5 separate regions of the Mus musculus genome follow, and all the other regions are linked to region 5. The links are chromatin contacts, called in public HiChIP or PLAC-seq and promoter capture Hi-C maps. All regions are on one chromosome and are shown on one strand. The core of a region is the stretch at or near the end of the contact, and the rest is flanking DNA. Distances in the headings are between cores, read along the strand shown. Region 1 holds the start of Sbk2 (SH3-binding domain kinase family, member 2). Region 2 has its middle 18 kb from the start of Nlrp12. Region 3 has its middle 17 kb from the start of Mir290a. Region 4 holds the start of Zfp784 (zinc finger protein 784). Region 5 holds the start of Leng8 (leukocyte receptor cluster (LRC) member 8).

Region 1 (2,700 bases), core at 10-2,509, 830 kb after region 5:
CTTCCATTGGCTTGTCTTCTGACTGTTTGCCTGGCATTTCTGCAAGACAGACAAAAGGACTGTGACCCAGGACTCAGAGCTCGCTAGCCTATGCCTAGGGGAGGAAGAGCAAGGAAACCTGACTTCTGAGGGGTGAGGGCTGGGTCTAGATTCCTGGGTCCAAGGGAGGAGGGCCAGGGTCTGGGCTCCAGAGTCTGAGGGAAGGGGACCACAGTCTGGACCTCAAGGTTTAAGGGAGGAGGGCTGAGGGCTGGACTCCTGGGTCTGAGGGAGGAGGGCTGGGGTATGGACTCTAGGTTTGAGGAAGAAGTCTAGACCTGGACTTTCTCATCACCACTTCTTATTGTGACTCATTTCCATTCAGTAAGAGACCCTGAGGAGTGGAAAACAGTCACTTGTGTGAGGTGAGGTCAACTGAGAGGTCAGATGCCCCCCCCCCATTCCCACTGCCACCTGGTGGCCTGAGGGTGAAAGATGAACCAAGTCATCGAGACACCCCCCATCTTGTTTCCAAAGCAAACAGACTTGGGCCCAGAGTGGATGAGCGGTTTCTCTCCAAAGAGAAAACAGGTGCTCTCTGCCTCCAGGGAAGGGTGGGGCTCTCCACAGCTTGGGACACCCGGGTCCTGCCTGTAGCTGTCACTTGGACCTGTCCCAAGCCTTTAGCACTCAATCATTTTGTGGTTCAAGTCTCACAGCTCAGAAGCTTATCCCTAGACCCAGGGCTCGAGACCCCAGCACCCAGAGAAATAGACCCCAACCCTCCTCCTTCGAATTCAGGGCTCAGACCCCAGCCCTCCCTCCTCAGATCCAGGACTCCAGGCCCCATCCATCTACCCTCAGATCCAAGGTCCCAGACCTCGGCTCTCCTCCTTCAGACCCAAGCTTCCAGACTTCGGGCCTCCTCCCTTAGACCCAGGGTTCCAGCCCTCAGCCCTCCTCCCTCAGACTAGGGCTTCAAATCATAACTTATTACTGTCCCAGGAACTTCTAAAACTCACACAACTTGGGCCTTGGATTCTGTCCCCAACACTAAAGCACTCGATTGCTTCAAGGTGTCTCTTGTCCTGTCGAGGGGCCAGGACTCTTGCCACCTGTTTTCCTGTTCAACTGCAGCCTTCCCTCAGGCCGGTTAACCTTGCCCTACTTCTGACCTGGGCTCAGAGCTCCAGACTTCGCCTTCTCCAAGGCTTGTCTGATCCCTTTCTGCCTACTGCAGTTAGCGCCTTGCACTTCGGGGGTTCCTGCCAGCATCAGACTGCTCAGGAGCAAGTCCCGCCCTCACTCTGGGGGTTCGTAAAGCTCCGCCCTCTGCCCCGCCCCTTCTGCCCCCCATTGGGGGCAGAGCGACATCGTGTGTTGAATCCTAGTACTGGCTGTGGCTGGACCACACCAGTGTGGCTTAGCTCTCCTCCCTTGGACCCAAGGGTTCAGGAAGCCTTCTATCAGACCCAGAAATGCAAACCCCAGCTCTGCTTCCTCTCTTTCAGAGTCCACACTCCAGTCTTCATTCCTCAGATGGAAGAATCTAGAATGCATCCCTCCTATTTCAGACTAGAGAGGGTCTAGGTACCATCCTCTCTCCCTTATATCCAAGATCCCCTCCCCCAGCCCTCCTCCCTCAGACTCAAGGATCCGGAGCAGCCTTCCTCTCTCAGGCCCAGGATTCTAGACCCCAGCCATCTTCCTCAGGCCCGGAATCCCCGGAACGAAACTGCTTTCCTCAAACTCAGGAATCCAGCGCTCCTCCATTTGACCCAAGGATCTTGACCCTAGCCTTCTTTCAGATCTAGGGGTGCAGCCCCTGGCCTCTTCCCTCAAAAGGTCTCGGATTTTCTTTAATCTGATCCCATCTGCTCTGTTCCTCAGCTCCTGACTCTGGCGCCCTGTTGACAAACAAATCTTTTGAGAGGTGTATCCAGGAGCCATGCACTGGGGTCCTGTTTAGGAACAAAATAAGAGAGGATTCTAAAATGATGTCATGAGAAATGACCTCAGACTGGGGACCAGAAACAGGTGGCAGAGCAGCTGGGGATCGAGGATGACTGTACCCCTTTTGCGGGACAGCTGTTGGGTTTAAAGCACCGAGAACCACGTGGGTTCACTTCATTGTCCAAAATACACTTTTTATTTTGTAGATATTTTTAGTTTTACAAAAACAATCACAAAGGTCACACAGTTGTAAAAGACACACAGTTGCCAAGGTCCCTTGGACCCTTCACACAGCTTGCCCCAAGGTCAGCATCTTACCCAAGATTCATCACTAAATTAGCAAAGCTTTCAACAATAGTCATCCATCCTACCCACCATCTTTGTCCTCAAGGTCCTTTTCCTGTTCCCAAGTCCAGTCCGGGGCACCATGGTTCATTTGGTGAACTCACTGTTAAATCTAGAAAGTGTAGGTTCCTGGTTGGGATTATAGTTCTGGCTGCAGTCTTTGTTTTCCCTGCATGAACCTCTGGAAGCTCATATCCACCACTGTGTAAATCTCCATCATAACACAGGCCTGTAATCCCAGCATTGAGAGGTGGACGAAGGATGATCAGAAGTTCGAGGTTACCCTCTGCCACCTAGTGAGGGAACATCCTGGGATACAGAAAAACTTGAAAAATTTTTTAAGTATAAATTCCTGTGATGTTTCTAGTTTCTGCTGGGAGCTGGGGACTCCAGACACACAGAACTGGAGTCTGTGTGCTGTTT
Region 2 (2,700 bases), core at 91-2,590, 870 kb before region 5:
TGGGGGTCTCCACAACATGAGGAGCTGTATTAAAGGGTCTCAGCATTGAGAAGGTTGAGACAAGAGCAGGGAGGGAGGGTCCACAGAGATAGACATGGGGACAAGAGGCAACTAGGGGAAAACACACAGCAAGGAGTGGTCAGAGAGCCAGTAGCAAAGGGAAGACACAGACTGGAGGAAGACAGAAGACAAGAAAAATAAAGAACAGCGGCTGGAGAAGGGAAGGGATCAAAAGCCCACAGGAAGGCAAAGAGAGAGACAAAGAAAGCCTTTCAGGTCTTTGGGAGACACTGAGCTAGCCTGGGCTCCTGAGACACAGTTATTACAGGAACCAGTATAAACTTGCCCTCAGCTTCCCCAAAGCCTCAGGCCTTAGGGACCCAGAGAACATCTAAATTTGTTTCACTCTTTTCCCGTGAATAACAAAAGTTTGAGTGATTAACTTGACTTCTTTCAGATGTTGCCCATGGGGACTTTTATTTGTTTGTTTGTTTGTTTGTTTGTTTATAGTATATCTTCTGTTGGGTGCTAGAAAGTTGGCTCATTGGTTAAGCCAGTGGTCCGTCCCTCCTCCCTGTGGTCTGAGGAATGTAATTAGCCCCTCCCTTCCGGAGCGAGGGGTGCCTATTATCTTATGACATTTCTCTTCCAGAAGGGGAGGGGTCCTGTGGAATTTTCTAAAGTTCCTGAACTGACCTCTGCAATTTGACCACCCACTACTTCTTCAATAACCCTATTCTAGCCTCATTAAAAAGTCTATGGTAGCCCATAAAAAGTCTATGGTGGCACATGCTCTCCCAACACTCAGGAGGCAGAGGCAGGTGGATTTCTGAGTTTGAGGCCAGCCTGGTCTATAAAGTGAGTTCCAGGACAGCCAGGGTATACAGAGAAACCCTGTCTCGAAAAACAAAAAACAAAACAAAACAAAAAAAGTTTATGGTGAGTCCTGCACAAGGCTCTCCTCCTCTACATCTTTAGTTATTTTCTTCTGCTCTGTGGCCCCCAGCTTTCTAGAAATGGGTTGAATAGAGACCACAAAGCAGGAGAGGGCTGGCACCATGGTGCAAGCCTTTAATCTACGCTCACGGGCAATTGAGGCAGGATTATTATGAGTTGGAGGCTAGCCTGCGCTACACAGTGAGACTCCCCTCCGAAGTAACGATTTTTTCCTGGAATTTATTAGTCCCCTTTATCATGAAGTGTCAAAGTTCTCTTTCTGGAGGTTTTCTACAGAGGCACGTGACAGGAAATGGGCCCAAGGGAGAGTCTCCAAAGGGAAACAGGCGCAGACACCCAAAGACAGTCAGACTCTGTAAAGTAAGACCGGGGCAGGACTAGAGATGGTGAAGAGAGGCAGCTGGGGAGAAACAAGTGGTCAGAGGGCTAGAGGGAGGGAAAGATACAGATCTGAGATAGAATGTAACAAAAATAAAAAACAGAGACAGAGAGGAGATTGGAAGGGATCGGAAAGGCAACAGGCAAACAGAAAGAAAGAAAGAAAGAAAGAAAGAAAGAAAGAAAGAAAGAAAGAAAGAAAGAAAGAAAGAAAGAAAGAAAGAAAGAAAGAAGGAAGGAAGGGAAAGCAAGCCTTTGAGGCCCTTGAGAGATCACACCCCAGTGTGAAAGGAGGGACTTTTTTTTTCTCTGTTCCCTAATTCCTCTTTGTCCCTGGGGACAAAGAACAGTTGTAAAACCCGCAGTCATCCCTAAGGGACTGACTAACTCAACCTCCTTCAAGCGTTTCTCTGTGGGAACTTGTTTGGATTTTTGTGTTTTGGAGAGAGTTGAGGGTTTTGTTTTGTTTTCTCCAACTGTTTGGTTTCTCCAAGAACTGTGTAACCGCTGGTTCCATTCAGAAGAGAGACAGAGCAAGAGTGAGTGAGGTCAGGAAGCAATGAAGGTGGAACCAGAGGTCAGAGAACAGATATATGTGATAAAGATCAGCTTTGCACAAGGCTGGACGAGGATGAGGGATCAAGAGTCAAGAGGAAAGAGTGTGAAGGATAAATGCACTGTTGATCAGGTAAAGTGCTAGAAGGAGAGCGGAAAACGTAAGGGGAGAATGAGGGGCTAGGCTGGACATGGTGGTGCGCACCTTTGATCCCAGCACTCCTAGGCAGAGGTTGCCAGATCTCTGAGTTCGAGGCCAGCAAAATCTACAAAGTGAGTTCGAGAAATACACAGAAAACCCAACTAATAAATAAATAAATGAACAAATAAATAAGAAAGAATAAGAATTAGGCAGCTGGGCCTTTAATCCCAGCACTTGGGAAGCAGAGGCAGGCGGATCTCTATGAGTTCAAGCCCAGCCTCATCTATAGAGTGAGTTCCAGAGCTGTACAAAGAAACCCTGTCTCGAAAAACTAGAATAAATAGTGAAGTAAACAAATAAATGAATAAGAACGAAGGCTAGGCAAAGGAGGCTGAGCTTTTGTGTTGGAAGAAAGTGAAAAAGCCCTTGTGGTAGGGAGCAGCTCCTCTGAGAACGGGTGAGAACAGGCATGGGAGGTGGGTGGTGGACGTGTGCAGAGCTGGATATCAAAGAAAGCTTTCACTGAAGAAAGGGGTTGTTGCAGGAATGCAGAAAACATGACAATGTGGAAGAAAGTATCAATCAAATGAGTGAAGATGCGGTTACACTTTGGGGACAGTACAAAGTAACAAGGAAGGAAGACCCCCCGACCGAGGAATAAACACATC
Region 3 (2,700 bases), core at 2-2,501, 940 kb before region 5:
GAAAACCAACTTCATCACCAGGTACTAGACAGTGGTCCCAGCAACAAAGCAGCAGCCAAGGGAAAATGGCTTTCCCTCTCCCTGGAAAGGAGGGATGTGGGATGCCTGGGGCCTGGGAGTACAGATCTGTGCTAAAGAAGCCAAGCTGAGCTGCACACAATTGTCCCTAGGGTGTGGAAGAAAGTTAGCCATGTCAAAGCCTACCTGGCTATAGAGTTGATTGAGGGCAGCCTAAGCATGGTAAAATCCTGAATTTTAAAAATGAAGGTGTGCCGGGCATGGTGGTGCACACCTTTAATCCCAGCACTCAGGAGGCAGAAGCAGGGAGCTCACCGAAAATTCCAGGACAGCCAGGGCTACACAGAGAATCCCTGACATTTTAAAAAGGAGGAAGAGGAGGAAGAAGAGGAAGAGGAGGAGGAGGAAGACAGAGACAGGGAGACTTGGACTTGCTTGTGCCTAGTAACACATTTTTTAGTATAGAATAGAGTTTATTTAGGGCATGGGCAGGGGAGTTGAAGGTAGTAGAGACAGAAAGGCAGAGAGAGTGGGGGGGGCACGTGGAGAGAGGGGGAGGAGAATGGGGAGAGGAGGGAGAGAGAGACAGAGAGAAGAGCTATTTTGGTTTTTTTTTTTTTCAATCTCAGCACTTAGATGGCAAGCACATGTCTGGGGGTAGCTGTCAGCCAGGACTACATCGTGATACTGTGTCTTGGGGAGAAAGCTCTGTTATTAAAGCACTACTTACTTTAACAAGTAAAAAACGTAACATTTGGGAGCCCTCAAACGCACTGACATTCCAGGTGGCCTTGTCAGCCTGCCTGTAATTCGGGTTTTTAAGTCAAAGTTAAAGCAAGAGAGAAAAGATCCCACCCAAGGAACGCAGTGATAGAGGATCGGGAGCGCAGCTCAGGGTTTAAATCAAGCACAACGTGCTTTTTCAAAATGTGGTGGTGAATGGCTTATTCCTGCCACTCGAGACTTAAGGGCAGGGTGTTTCTGTGAGTTCCAGGCAGGCCAGGCCTACATAGTGAGACCAGGTCACACACACATGCAAAGCATTCCTTACTGAAAACAATGAGGGGATCTCCTGGGGCAGAGGCAGGTGTGAAATTCTGGCTGGGTGGAGTAGAAGGCCTCTTTATCGAGTCAGTTTAGACTGGACTGAACCGGGCCAAAGGAGCCGAGCACATCACACCTCCCCGCATTATTTCCTGGAACCTGGGCAATCTGAAGGCAGAGAAAGCTGCCTGGGGCCCACAGCCCGGCACTCCTTCCCGTATCAGCTCTGAAATCTGCAGAGCTGAGATCTGGCAGGAAGCAGGAGACTCAGTGGGAATTCTATCTGTCTAAAGTCTTTGTGTGAGTCCAGATCTCTAGATCCTTACGCAAAGAGTAAAGTTAGGAGGACTCCTGACTTCAGGGCTGGTGGGGGCAGGGCTGGCTGCCAGCCTGAGAGAACAAAACGAAGCAACTGTGCTGTAGTTTGAGTCTGGTCTGCAAGGTGACTCCTGGTATAATACCAGCCCTTGGAAAACAGAGTCCTGAGAGAGAAAAAAGTAGGAGAAAGTTTGAAGCCAGTTTGGACCACATAAAAAAATAGACTCTGTATCTAAAACATAACTGGGGCCAGGTGTGGTGATAGGCATCTTTAAGCCAGTATTTGAGAGTCGAAGGCAGGAGGATGTCTGTGAGTTCAAGGCCTCTCCTGCTCTATATAGCAATTTCAGGACAGCCTCTACTCGGAGAGGCTCTCTCTCAAAACCACAATAAGCCAGGTGGTGGTGGCACAGGCCTTTAATCCCAGCACCACTTGGAAGGCAGAGGCAGAGGCAGGCGGATTTATGAGTTTGAGGCCAGCCTGAGTGAGTTCCAGGACAGCCAGGGCTACACAGAGAAACCCTGTCTCAAAAAAAACAAAAAACCAAAAAAAAAAAAAAAAAACCAATAACTGGTTGGTGACTCCTGTCTCTTATTCTAGCACTTAACAGGCTGAGGCAGGAGAATTACTGTAAATCCCAAGGCACTCTGTGCTAGACAGTAAGACCTTGTCTGAAAGAAACTGTATATAGCAGGCATAGTGGCAAATGCCTGTTATCCGAGCATTCAGGTAGAAAAACAAGAGGATCAGGAATTTGAGGTCATACTTGACTAGACAACTAGTTTCAAGCCAGGCAGAATTATATGAGATTCAGTACCATGCAAGCAAAACAAAAACTTCCAGAGGTGGTGCCATGTGTATTTAAGGTCAGGAGATAGATCTCTTTGAATTCAAGGCCTCCCTGGTCTACACAGTGAAACCCTACCGAAAATAAACACACACACACATGCAAGTGGTTCTCTGTGTTTGAGGCCATGGTCTATGGAGCAAATTCCAGAACAGCCAGGCCTACACAGAGAAACCCTATTTTGAAAAACCAAAACTGGGGCTAGTGAGATGGCTCAGCAGGTAAGACTACTCTCCTGGGGGTCCTGAGTTCAAATCGAGCCAGCAGAAGTACTGAGTTCAATTCCCAGCAACCACATGGTGGCTCACAACCATCCCTGTAATAAGATCTGACACCCTCTTCTGGTCTGTCTAAAGATAGCTACAGTGTACTCACATATAATAATAAAATAATAAGGGCTGGTGAGATGGCTCAGTGGGTAAGAGCACCTGACTGCTCTTCCGAAGGTCCAGAGTTCAAATCCCAGCAACCA
Region 4 (2,700 bases), core at 141-2,640, 900 kb after region 5:
CCTCTGCCTCCCAAGTGCTGGGATTAAAGGCGTGCGCTTGCCATCAAGCCCAAGTATTTCATGTTCTGTTCTGTGTGAGAGCCTGCATGTGTGTTCACTGTGTGTGTCACTGTCCATGGAGGTCAGGAGTGAGGGTCAGATCCTCTAGGAATGGAGTCACAGGTGGTTGTGAGCCTCCATGCGGATGCCCGGAACTGAACCTCTAAAAGTGCAGCCAGGGCTCTTAAATGCTGAGCCATCTCTCCAGCCGTATCCCTTGATTTCTTAACCCTGTTATCCATGATACCGAATTTTTGATGGATCCTTGTTCTGGCATTTCCCCTTCTTGACCCAAATATACCACAGACACGGTGGTACCTCTCCTCTGTACTAGTTAAAAGTCTCATAATTCCCCCCTTAGAATGAAAAACACCACTCAGAGGTAACCCCTGTTCCTGCTTCTGCCCCTCATTATCCACCTCTTCTAGAGCACCCTAAATGGACTTTGGAAAATGCAAATGAGGTCATGACATTTCGCCACTCCAAGTCCTCCGATTGCACTTAAAACCTCGTGTCCTTCCTATAATATCCAACACGATCTGGATCCTGCTTATCTCACTGACTACATTGCAACCATAAGCCGGCACCCAGCTGACTTCTGCCATTTAAATTTAGCTTGCTCCACCCCCACTCTTAAGTGCACCTTTTATTTCTCTTATAGGACATATTACAATACTCTTTATCGTCACTTTTTCTCCTCATAAGACTGCAAGTTGCAAGAGGACGCAATCGTTGTCCATTTTGGTCCCCTGGAGCTTTAAATGTTTGCTGAATGAACCAATATTTTCAGTTACTTTCCAGTTACTAGTTATAAGTTCTAAAGTCATCCGAAGCACCCATTTCTCCTCCCTTGGGCATTTGTAAGGCAGTCAGTCCTTGTATCATCACATGCCATCCCAACACGGTGACCGAATTATAGCTCTCCTTTGGGGTCACCTTCCCAACCATCCACTAGCCCTATAATTTCCCTGGTGCCCCGCCCCTCTTAAGATGCCACACTTCTTTATGCAAGCTCCCTTGTCCTCTCCCTGGACCCAACCAAGCCCAAGACACAAGCTGTCTTCAAGACCCGCCTCAACCAGGCCTCGCTCCTCATTCCCCATAGGCTCCTCCCTAAACCCCGCCCCAGAGGGTTACCATACCCCCGCCCAATTGTTCTAGGCCCCGCCTTGACCCCGCCCCTTGCCCTGCGATCTTCTTCGCTGTGAACCCCCGGCCCAGACCCCTTCGTCGCCCGCACCAGGTCCGGCGGCTCCGGGGATGGCGACTCCCGGGTCGGTGAGCTCGGAATCGGGGGATCCGGGCGCGCGGCGGCCATCTTGTACCTAAGCCCGGTCCCTGAGGGCAAAGATTGCTCCGCGAAGGGCGGGGCCGGGCTGGCGGCGCTGCGCAAGCGCGGGGCAGGTCGACGAGGGGCGGGATCATAACCGGTAGATGAGCGGGGCCCTGGCGGGGTAGGATAGGCGGAATCCGGCAAAAGGTCTTCAAAACCTGTCGGTCCTCCGCATGGGCTGACTGAACTTGCAGCTGGAAGGTCGGCCACACCCTAGCGACGCATTCCAATGTCTCCCCACTTTTTATTGTTTAGGCATGTTTTCACTATGTATTCCTGTCTGGCCTAGAACTCTCTTTGCAGACCAAGATGGCCTCGAACTCACAGAAATCTGCTGGCCTCTGAGCCATAATGATCGGCCTTCCAAATCCCCTTTTAAAACTAACTGCAGGTGAGCCCGAAGTTTGCTTATGTGAACTTAAAGGCATGGGAGATTCTAACGTTTCTGAGGTTACTTTCAATTCATGGTGCAAAAGGTAGCGGTTCAGTTTATGAATGGGAGGTTTTCTAAGTCTGTGTCAAGAATGAGACTCATTCGGGAGTGGGGGGTCGGGGAACCCGGAAAGGGGATAACATTTGAAATGTAAATAAAGAAAATAACCAATTTTAAAAAAAGAAGGAGGAGGAGACTCATGAGCTCAGGTAAGATTCCAGACGGAAGCTAACCCCTCTCAGTTGCTGTGATGTTTGGGAGAAAAGAGCTCAAAGAGGGTTTTCGGCAGCACTAAGGACAGGGCTCTTTTGAGAGTTAAACTCACTCTAGGGCCTGACTTTGTGACTTGATAAGTCAGGACACTTCTGTGATCATCTCCTCCTCCTCCTTTTTTTTTTTTTTTTTTTTTTTTTTTTTTTTTTTTTTGAGACAGGGTTTCCTTATGGGATTTTCTTTCTTTCTTTTTTTGTTTTTGTTTTCGAGACAGGGTTTTTCTGTGTAGCCTTGGCTGTCCTGGAACTCACTCTGTAGACCAGGCTGGCCTCGAACTCAGAAATCCACCTGCCTCTGCCCCCCCCAGTGCAGGGATTAAAGGCATGGGCCACCACTGCCTGGCTTCTCTTCCTATTTTCACTCATTCCTTGTTTCCTACCTTCTGACTACGCCCCATACAGTAAGGTGACCTCAAACTTATGTAGTCTATGCTGGCCTTGAACTCTATTTTGATTTTTAAAGGTCTCCTCCTCCTTCCTTCCCTCTGTCCCTCTTTCCTTCCTCCCTCCCTTCCTCCCTCCTCTTCCTTCTTTCTTCTTCTTCTTCCTTCCTTCCCCCTCCCCCTCCCTCCTCCTCGTATGGGTGCTCTGTCTGTCCACCACTTGTTTGCAGTACTCATGGA
Region 5 (2,700 bases), core at 51-2,550:
TTCTAAAATAAAAGTTCATTATAAAAAAGAGATGGGAAGAAACCTACCAAGCTAACACTAGCAAATGATACAGAGTTATCCAAGTGTTGTTTAATTACCAAAAGTTGCTTGTACAATGTGAGACTGGAAACTGGTCAATTGATGAACAATAATTGATAAGAAGGTAGTCTTATCAATTATTTTAACGGGAGATCCCAAGTTGGGCTGCATAATTCAATCACTCCTACTGTAAACAGTGAGCTTTAAGTGGCGGCCCACACCTTAATCCCATTAAGAGGGAGGCGGGTTTCTGAGTTCCAGGGCCATCCTGATCCTAAAAGATACAGTTCTGCTAGCTGCCACTCCGAGCAGATCTCACCATCCCAACACCCTACAAGGTACCTTTCCAGCGTCACAGTCCAGTGGCTACTCCCATTCCTCAAGCGACGCGTTTCCCGCTTCCTTTGGTTCGCACTCGCTGTTCCCTACGCCAGGTGCGCCTTTCCAATTTTACTCACTAAATAAACCTTCCAAGGGAGGATTCACCTTATCCCATTTCCCTCCACCCGCTTATATATTCATTTATTTTAAATCGTCCTAGCGCAGTGCGCAGCCTCACAACTCCTGTCCCTATGCGTTACATCTGAGAGACTATTGACTGCTGAGTCAAAACTAAGCTGTTGTGAGCGCGCACGAGAGGCTGGGAGGTACTTGTCCCCACGGGGCCACCGTCTAGGGCCAGCTTCCGGCTTGCTGACAAACGCCAACACGCGACTGCGTTCGCGAGACGTGTGGTGGGCGGTTCAAGCCGAGCGGTGACGTCTATTGGCTGTGCGCGACACAGGGCGGGGACAGACGTCCGGGTAACGTCATCACGCCACGGTCAGGACGTTCGAGCCCCAGACTAGAGCCAGCCGGTGACTGAGCGCTGTCTTGGTTGTCTTGAAGCTGCCTTGGACCGCCGGTAACGAGTCCCGGGAGCGAGCGGTCCTAGTGAGTGTGGGTAGTAGTGGGAGGCCTGGCGGGCGAGCACAGGGACGCCTTCGGGCTCCGCGCTCCGCGAGCCCTGGCCTGTTTGGTAAGGCCAACCGACGCCGCGCCCTGCGTCTTTGAAGGGTGTGGCCGCCGGAGCGCCTCTGCGCATGCGCGCCGGGTGTACGCTGGGGGGGGGAGGGGGCGGCTCCCCTACGTGCGCGTGCGCGTCCGCGTCCGCTCTGCTACTGGCCCTGGGAACCCTGCGGTCCCTAGTGCCCTAGACGCACCCCTTGCGGGCTCCATTGACCCGCTGTTACGCTGGCCTTCCTGTTGCCTAGGGCAACCCAGAGAGGCCACCCTCGCAGCGTGGTGCGCAAGCGCGGCCCGGCCGGTGGCTGGTCGCGGGGGACAAGGGAGGTCGCTTGTGTTCAGGGCGGCCTCAACCTCCACCTAGCGTCGTGGACTCCATGCCTGCGGGACAGCCAGGTGCTTCTGAGCTTACAGTCCGTGTTGTTCTCGTCTGTAAATCAGACCCCTTACTCCTAATACCAGTTACGAACACGAGGCTCTCTTTTGTGCATCCCTAGTTAGGACCCCTTGATACCACCCAACGGATTGGGTTTTTTAAAGGCCTTTGAGACCTGTCAGTGCCCCTTAGGCTTCCTATAAGGGTTTCAGTTTCTCCAATAGGCTTCTTTTCTGTAAATCCTGTTGTTTGGACCGCTCCAGCCCTGTTGGCACGGTGCTCAACCCATCCTATTTCTTATGGTACTATCCACCCCACCCCTAATAGTTTAAGAATGTTGTGGGCCTCTGTTATCTGCAGACACCTTACTTGAGTAATTGCCACTTGTTTGCTCCCAAACCAACTCCCACTCCTAGGAACATCCCATACAAGTCTGGAGACTGTAATTGATCTGAGTCTGGTAGGTGCTGCCAGGCAGTGACTTCACAGGAAGGAGTCTCCTGCACCTTCACCTGGCTGCTCAGCGGGATATCCATACTTTACCTTTTTCTTTGAAAACTTTGCTCTATTCTCCAGTGTTCTCCCAGTCTCAATTCCTTCCTCCTCAGAGTATCCCCAAAGGCTTCCCTCTCCCCAAACTTCTTTGTAGCTAGTACTTCAGTCACTGGAGAGCCTTCCTCTTGCTGTAGTAGAAGTATCTTTAGATTTCCTATCCAGGACTGAGGTTTCTGCATCCACCACTTGAGTCAGGTCTCCCTCACAGCCACACTCGTAATGCAAGTCTCAGCTTCTTTGTCTTTCATTTTCATATCCTACAGGCTAGTCTCGGCCTCCAAGGGAGGTGTTTCCTTTCATGCTCAGGTCTCTTCACTCCACACTAGGAACTGATTCTGATTCTTTAAGCTGTTTGTTTTTGAGACAGGACTGTAACTTGTAGCCCAGATGGGTATTGGAACTCCCAAAAGATTGCTGGCATTATGGTCATGAGCCACCACACTTGCTTTCCTTTCCATTCTTTGCCAGTGTTCCCTTCTATGAGATACCCTCTCTTTCTAGCCTATCTTCTCTTGGGGCTAATTGATCTCTTTTCTTATAGACATTTAAAAAGCAGCCTGGCTCCCGAGGTCTATTCCCTACACCCCAAGGTCCAGATGGCGGCCAACGTGGGTGATCAGCGTGCTGCAGACTGGTTAGTAGGGCTAAGGGAACACAGCCCATTGCAAGAGGAACAAGACACAACGGGTCCTTGCACAGCTTGGGGGAAAAATGCTCATTGTGGG

The links. Promoter capture Hi-C pulls out the DNA fragments that hold promoters and counts their contacts. HiChIP or PLAC-seq counts read pairs in DNA pulled down with a chosen protein or histone mark. Capture Hi-C pulls out chosen DNA fragments and counts their contacts.
Region 1: a promoter capture Hi-C map of liver shows a contact between it and region 5, with 5 times the contacts expected there. The contact joins the promoter of Sbk2 here to the promoter of Leng8 in region 5. A contact is called at or near these places in 5 of 39 promoter capture datasets (cranial neural crest, erythroid cells, liver and 1 more), 2 of 115 datasets of contacts at active chromatin or transcription factors (double positive thymocytes and large pre-B cells) and 3 of 9 other capture datasets (adipose tissue, liver and pancreatic islet).
Region 2: a contact with region 5 is called in a promoter capture Hi-C map of embryonic stem cells, with 2.2 times the contacts expected there. The contact joins the enhancer-like site here to the promoter of Leng8 in region 5. A contact is called at or near these places in 4 of 39 promoter capture datasets (cranial neural crest, embryonic stem cells, hippocampal neurons and 1 more), 1 of 115 datasets of contacts at active chromatin or transcription factors (bone marrow-derived macrophages) and 1 of 9 other capture datasets (liver).
Region 3: an H3K27ac HiChIP or PLAC-seq map of trophoblast stem cells shows a contact between it and region 5, with 8 read pairs. The contact joins the enhancer-like site here to the promoter of Leng8 in region 5. A contact is called at or near these places in 4 of 39 promoter capture datasets (cranial neural crest, embryonic stem cells, maxillary cranial neural crest and 1 more), 1 of 484 Hi-C or Micro-C datasets (the Ba/F3 cell line) and 2 of 115 datasets of contacts at active chromatin or transcription factors (astrocytes and trophoblast stem cells).
Region 4: a promoter capture Hi-C map of liver shows a contact between it and region 5, with 5 times the contacts expected there. The contact joins the promoter of Zfp784 here to the promoter of Leng8 in region 5. A contact is called at or near these places in 13 of 39 promoter capture datasets (the 3T3-L1 cell line, 3T3-L1-derived adipocytes, the HPC-7 cell line and 8 more), 3 of 484 Hi-C or Micro-C datasets (B cells, cardiomyocytes and liver), 2 of 115 datasets of contacts at active chromatin or transcription factors (fetal liver and thymic regulatory T cells) and 2 of 9 other capture datasets (adipose tissue and liver).

Annotation. Positions count from the first base shown.
Region 1 is chr7:4,963,147-4,965,846 of GRCm38.p6, forward strand. Sbk2 (SH3-binding domain kinase family, member 2) reads right to left here and starts at 1,260. Exons shown (of 4, transcript NM_001146329.2): 1 at 1,155-1,260; 2 at 1-39. The coding sequence starts at 37. It overlaps Sbk3 (SH3 domain binding kinase family, member 3), which reads right to left. Exons shown (of 4, transcript NM_001200041.1): 4 at 2,114-2,700.
Region 2 is chr7:3,266,826-3,269,525 of GRCm38.p6, forward strand. No RefSeq gene overlaps it. Among named protein-coding and RNA genes, the nearest start is that of Nlrp12, 18 kb to the left of the region's middle. Within about 2 kb of position 1,341, at least 24 of the 459 cell types and tissues checked have an H3K27ac peak or open chromatin away from gene starts, as enhancers often do. A contact at or near this core is called in embryonic stem cells and pre-B cells, where this site is marked.
Region 3 is chr7:3,200,265-3,202,964 of GRCm38.p6, forward strand. No RefSeq gene overlaps it. Among named protein-coding and RNA genes, the nearest start is that of Mir290a, 17 kb to the right of the region's middle. RefSeq lists a cis regulatory region at 1-2,700. Within about 2 kb of position 1,252, at least 46 of the 459 cell types and tissues checked have an H3K27ac peak or open chromatin away from gene starts, as enhancers often do. A contact at or near this core is called in embryonic stem cells, stem cell-derived epiblast-like cells and trophoblast stem cells, where this site is marked.
Region 4 is chr7:5,037,056-5,039,755 of GRCm38.p6, forward strand. It overlaps Zfp784 (zinc finger protein 784), which reads right to left and starts at 1,391. Exons shown (of 2, transcript NM_001039532.2): 1 at 1,280-1,391. The coding sequence starts at 1,357. It also overlaps a transcript of Zfp580 not described here.
Region 5 is chr7:4,136,180-4,138,879 of GRCm38.p6, forward strand. Leng8 (leukocyte receptor cluster (LRC) member 8) reads left to right here and starts at 1,301. Exons shown (of 16, transcript NM_001374609.1): 1 at 1,301-1,440; 2 at 2,517-2,609. The coding sequence starts at 2,572. It overlaps D030047H15Rik (RIKEN cDNA D030047H15 gene), which reads right to left and starts at 747. Exons shown (of 3, transcript NR_033548.1): 1 at 382-747.